Regions from separate parts of the Sus scrofa genome. Here region 2 is linked to region 1. A link is a contact called in public Hi-C data. All regions are on one chromosome and are shown on one strand. Each heading gives the region's core, a stretch centred on a gene start, on an enhancer-like site or on the middle of the called end of the contact. The rest is flanking DNA. Distances are from core to core; before and after follow the strand shown. Region 1 overlaps LOC110260961 (a long non-coding RNA gene). Region 2 has its middle 200 kb from the start of SALL1.

Region 1 (2,775 bases), core at 49-2,548:
TACTTCAGTGATAAATAGAGAGGCGCTGGGAGCCCACGGTCGGGTTATTTATGTAGCTTCTCTGTGGATCATGTTTTATACAGCCAGGCCTTCACGTCAGGCCTCTCCCCTCTCCCCATCCAGCTTAGGTTGCATTCAGGAACTAAACACCCACAGCCCCTTAAATAATGTTAACTTAATAGCTGACGTTTTTATGAAATAAGTCTGTGTGGAAGAGGCAGAAGTGGGATGATGCAGACACAGCGCTGGAGCTGGGTTTCAGTGTGTGTGTGTGGTAAAGGGGAGTTGAGAGGATTTTGCAGGTTTATTCCAAACCCATGGAGAATGCTTTGCTTTCGGGGGAAGTCTCTCTTGGAAGTCTATGGTTTTTAAAAGGAAACACGAAAAAGAGTTGGAATTAAACGATGCATAATGCTTCTTGGGGAGGTGGGCAAATGATGGATGAGACGTCTTTCATGGAAGTGGGGGGGTTGTGTGTGGTTGGCGGGGGTCGTTCTCTCTGTGAAGTATCTTGGACCAAACCATCCCGATGGGGGTTGGGGTCGGGTTGGAGGGCACGGGTGGCCTCTGGTGGCACCTTATTTCCATCCTGTTCCTCAAATCCAAACTTTGGACATTTTCCTCAACTGGAGCTACACACACAATTCTCCGTGTGTGTGTGTGTGTTGGGTATGTTAAATGCGTGATTTTGCCAAAAGTCACCATCCGCTGTAGCCAGCTTATTTTGGGTGAACCATCTTAGGGCATTTCTTCCTTTTTGAAAACACCAGCAGCCTCAGATTTGGAAGGAGCATCAACAGCTTTCAACTGTCAAGTCCACCGGGGACATCTGGGGGCACAAGGTCACCTTCAGAGCCCCCACCCCCGCCAGTTAGAATTTGAAGAAAGAGGTAGAGTCTTGTTTTCAATAGCCCCCAACCTGAATTGTACCTTCCAGTGGAGGCAGGAAGAATAGCCTTTTGATGAGTTCCACAGTCGGAATGCAAATTCTCTCCCATCTCCTGGATACCTGGGCCTGCCCCATTTCTCTTTACTGTATTCTGCTTAGCTCGTGCACAGAATGGCAAAAACAAAGAGTCTTTCTGCAAAAGAAAAAGAAGAGGAAAGAGTGAATTTTGTACCCTCTTCTGAGCCCTCCCCAAATCCCCGCTCCAGGGCCTCAGCAGGCAGCAGGGTGCACGACGCATGTGGTGGCTCTTGCTGTGTGTTGCTAACCACCAAAAGGATGACACCATTCCTGGAGTCAGGCCTTCAACCCAGCAGCTGGGGCAGACTTGGCAGTGCTTCCCAGGCTGGGCATCTGGGAAAAGGCCCGGGAGCGAGGACATCCTGATTGCACTTTCAATGAAACGCCTCCTGGCTGACTCAGAAATGCAAGATGAACTTTGGACAGGGACGGCTTTAGTAGCCCTCTTGCTGAGTCATAAAGCCTGGCTGTGAGGATCCCTGCCTCGAAACATCCACATGCTGCCAGATTGGAGTCAGAAAAGACTTCCCCCGAAGGGAAGGGAGCACCAGAGGCACCAGGATGGTACAAAGGCAGCTCAGAGGTCTGGAAGTTTTAGAGAAGCCAGGGGTGCCATTCAGGGTCAATCCTTAAAGACACGGGACAGGCACAAAGGTAAGGCTCTGATGTGGGACAGTTGTGTGCCTGGCCCAGCAACTAGAAGATTCTTCACCAGCAGATGCAAATAGTATATACAGGATGGATCAGCAACAAGTCCAGCACAGGGAATTCTATTCAATCCCCTGTGATAAACTGCAATGGAAAAGAATATGAAGAGAATATGTATATGTATATATATATATGTATCACTTTGCTGTATGATAGAAATAAACACAACATTGTAAATCAATTATACTTGAATAAAATCTTTTTTATTTTTATTTTTTGCTTTTTAGGGACATACCCACGGCACATGGAAGTTCCCAGGCTAGGGGTCAAAGGAGAGCTGTAGCTGCTGGCCTACACCACAGCCACAGCAATGCCAGATCCGAGCTGCCTCTGTGACCTACACTGCTAATGTGGAACCTTAACCCACTGAGCAAGACCAGGGATCAAACCCATGTCCTTATGGATACTAGCTGATTTCTAAACTTTTTAAAATGATGGTGGTTATGGACACTGAAAAGATTTGATCAAGAGTTATCAAGAAACACATTCCTTCACTATGGATGACTTATATTTATGACTCCTATATAAGTACTGACTTGTGCCAGGCACCGCTCTGAGCATTTTAAAAGGGTTAATTTAGGGAGTTGCCGTCATGGCTCAGTGGAAACTAATCTGACTGGTATCCATGAGGATGGAGATTCAATCCCTGGCCTTGCTCAGTGGGTTGGGAATCTGGTGTTGCCATGAGCTGTGGTGTAGGGCGCAGACAAGGCTCAGATCCTGCATTGCTGTGGGATCCTGTGTTGCTGTGGTTGTGGTGTAGGTTGGCAGCAATAGCTCCAATTCGACCCCTAGCCTGGGAACCTCCATATGCTGTGGGTGTAAAAAGCAAAAAAAAAAAAAAAAAAAAGAATAAAAAGGGGGTACTTTCTTTGGGCCTCATCACAACCTTATCTGTTTGACGGATCTGGCAACCATGCCCTTGAGAGGTTCAGCAACTTCCCTGAGCTCACATAACTTCCACATGGAACTCAAACCCAGTGGCCTGGCTCAGGTCCGTGAAACTCTTGGAGACCCCGGCAGCCAAGCACAGATCCATCACTCCTGGGCTTTCCGCCTTCACAGGGGCCGTGTTTAAGAATGATACCCCGAGGCAGGCC
Region 2 (2,700 bases), core at 48-2,547, 99 kb after region 1:
ATTTGTACCCTGGATTATTAATCTATAACCAAACACAGCTCTGGGAACCCTCCCCCCACCACACACACAGCAATGATGCCAGGAACATGACCAAATCCATTATCTTTTCTTTGAATTCTGTCAATATATTTATTTCACATCTTTATTCTGGCTTCTTTCTCCCTTTGCATTTCATGGAAAATCTTTCCAGATAAGATCAGAACTGCTTTGTCATTCATCAGCCGTAATCAAGTCTAACTCAACAGCAGAGTTTAAAAACATATTTTTTTCCACGTTCAGATGCAAAAAGGACCAAAAAAATAAACAACCAAAATTGTAGATCCCAGCTGTCTGCCTCTATGTCTGCATATGTCATTGTATCACGGTGCCCCTTTGGTAGATTTACGGTGTGAATTAATAAACATTCATGGAGACTGGAATATAGGTCAGCTACTGACATACTACTTGAGGAATCTGGAAGATTAGTTCCTAGAAGGCCAAGTCTGAGTGTCTAGAAAGCAGGCAGCACAGTGGGTACAAGACCTCCAGCTCTCAGGGAACACTCTGTCTGTTCTCCAGGGCTTCATGCACCTGCCCCTGCGTTTCATCATCTGTCCAACTTGAAAACAACAGCCCAGACCTCATAGGGTTTGTTCTGTAATCAGTCAATGAGTGTTCATTGAGTGCTTACGGTGTACCAGGCCTTTTCATTGGCACTGGGGTACTGAGTGTTGACATTCTCATAGGAAACAGAGACATAATAAGCAAATGGCTCAATAAGGTGTTTCAAATGGTGATAACTCCATGTTAAAAAAAAATGAGGGCGCTCCCATCGTGGCTCAGCGGAAAGGAATCTGACTAGTATCTAAGAGGATGCAGGTTCGATCCCTGGCCTTGCTCAGCAGGTTAAGGATCTGGTGTTGCCATGAGCTGTGATGTAGGTCACAGACGAGGCTCGGATCTCACGTTGCTGTGGCTGTGATGTAGGCCGGCAGCTGTAGCTCTGATTTGACCCCTAGCCTGGGAACCTCCATATGCTACAGGCGTGGTTCTCAAAAGACAAACAAACAAACAAAAAGAGACAAATCGTGAGAAGAAAAGTGAATAAAAATTTTAGTTAGATTTTAGATAAGTCTTCAGATAAGTTTGCTATATCAGAAGCTGGCATTTGAACTCAGCCATTGGTGAGAAGAAAGAACTAACTGAAGTTTGAAGGGAGGGAGGACCACGTAGAATAAATGGCCAGGTCTCACTTGTGAAGTGAAAAAGGCTACCACATTGGAGCACAGAGGACGGGGTAGGAGGGAGGGGGAGGAGGTGGAGGTAGATGGCCGCAGGGGAGCCAGGGCCAAAATCATGTGGGAGCTTGAAGGCCAAGTAAGGAATTTGGACTTTGGCCCAAGTGCAATGAGAAATCACGAGTGAGTTTTAACCAGAGCAGGGAAAATGATCTGATTGATGACAGTGGAGAGGCTGCCTCCCAATTCTCTTTGTCAGGAGAGATTTTCAACCTGCAGCTCTAATGGCATCAGTACCATCGGGAAGTGGGTGGCGACCCAATATGACTTTCAAAGTGTTGGAAGGGTTTGAGTGGGATGGGGGAGTGTGTACAGAGACCCCGACAGAGACCTGCATCTGCGATGATGTCTTGGATGCTCCTGAGCTCTAGTAACCAGGACAGACTCAGCTTCGGCCAATAAAAGCTCCTCAAATGCAGTGAACTGAAACAAGAGAGAAGTGTATTTCTCTGGATGATCCAGAACCAATATGGCACCTCAGTGATACCAGGGACACAAACGTTCTCTCTTTCCTATTGTCCTGCCAACCCCAACATGCAGCTGCCTTCTCAGTGACCACGAGAGCTGCCAGCTGCCATACGTGTTTCTGCCACCACGCCTGCGTTTCAGCCAGAGAAAAAGAATACTTTCCTTTTCGGGTCTCCACCTAGAAGCGACATACCTCATTTCTACTCATTTTCTTCCATTGACCAGAACCTATGGGTGTGGCCAAAGCTATCTTCAAGGGAAGCTGGAAAATGGAGTTTTGAGCTGATCAGCGTGGTGCCCAGTCAAAACTGTTCCTATTAGAAAAGAAAGTAAGAGGGAGAATTCATAGCTTCCACCCAGTGCAAAAGCAGCTGGGATTGCGTGCAACCCTTAGAGACCCAGCGCTATTAAAAGAAGTTCTGTTCCCAAAGGACTCATGAATAAAATAAACAATAATCATAAATAATAAAAACAACTAGGTAATTGAGACATCACCACCTATCAATAATTTTTCCATATGCATTTCTCACTCTGCCACATGCAATCAGCACGGTTTAAAAAAATTATTGAACAAACATGTTACTGTTCATTTGCCTCTCCCAGGGCCCGCTCTTGGAGTTGTTTCCCTAGAAAATAGAGATAGATTTGTACTGTTTTTGTTTTTGTTTTTGTTTTTGTCTTTTGTCTTTTTAGGGCCACACCTACAGCATACGGGGGTTCCCAGGCTAGGGGTCGAATCCGAGCTGTAGTGGGATGTGGGATATCATCAATTCTTTGAAGGATTGGCCTGAAGAAGTCCTCCATGGCATATGGGAATCAGCTGGGGAGGTTTATTTTATGTATTTTTTATTTTTCTGCTTTTTTAGGGTTGCCTTGGAAGTTCTCGGGCTAGGGATTGAATTGGAGCTACAGCGGCCAGCCTATACCACAGCCACAGCAATGTGGGATGTGAGCC

The links. A called contact is a pair of places that touch in the nucleus more often than the background predicts.
Region 2: a Hi-C map of liver shows a contact between it and region 1, with 8 times the contacts expected there. The contact joins two enhancer-like sites. A contact is called at or near these places in 1 of 5 promoter capture datasets (liver) and 5 of 47 Hi-C or Micro-C datasets (liver and skeletal muscle).

Annotation. Positions count from the first base shown.
Region 1 is chr6:33,427,698-33,430,472 of Sscrofa11.1, forward strand. It overlaps LOC110260961 (a long non-coding RNA gene), which reads right to left. Exons shown (of 3, transcript XR_002344610.1): 2 at 931-1,082. Among named protein-coding and RNA genes, the nearest start is that of SALL1, 300 kb to the right of the region's middle. Within about 2 kb of position 1,299, at least 16 of the 83 cell types and tissues checked have an H3K27ac peak or open chromatin away from gene starts, as enhancers often do. A contact at or near this core is called in liver, where this site is marked.
Region 2 is chr6:33,526,859-33,529,558 of Sscrofa11.1, forward strand. No RefSeq gene overlaps it. Among named protein-coding and RNA genes, the nearest start is that of SALL1, 200 kb to the right of the region's middle. Within about 2 kb of position 1,298, at least 2 of the 83 cell types and tissues checked have an H3K27ac peak or open chromatin away from gene starts, as enhancers often do. A contact at or near this core is called in liver, where this site is marked.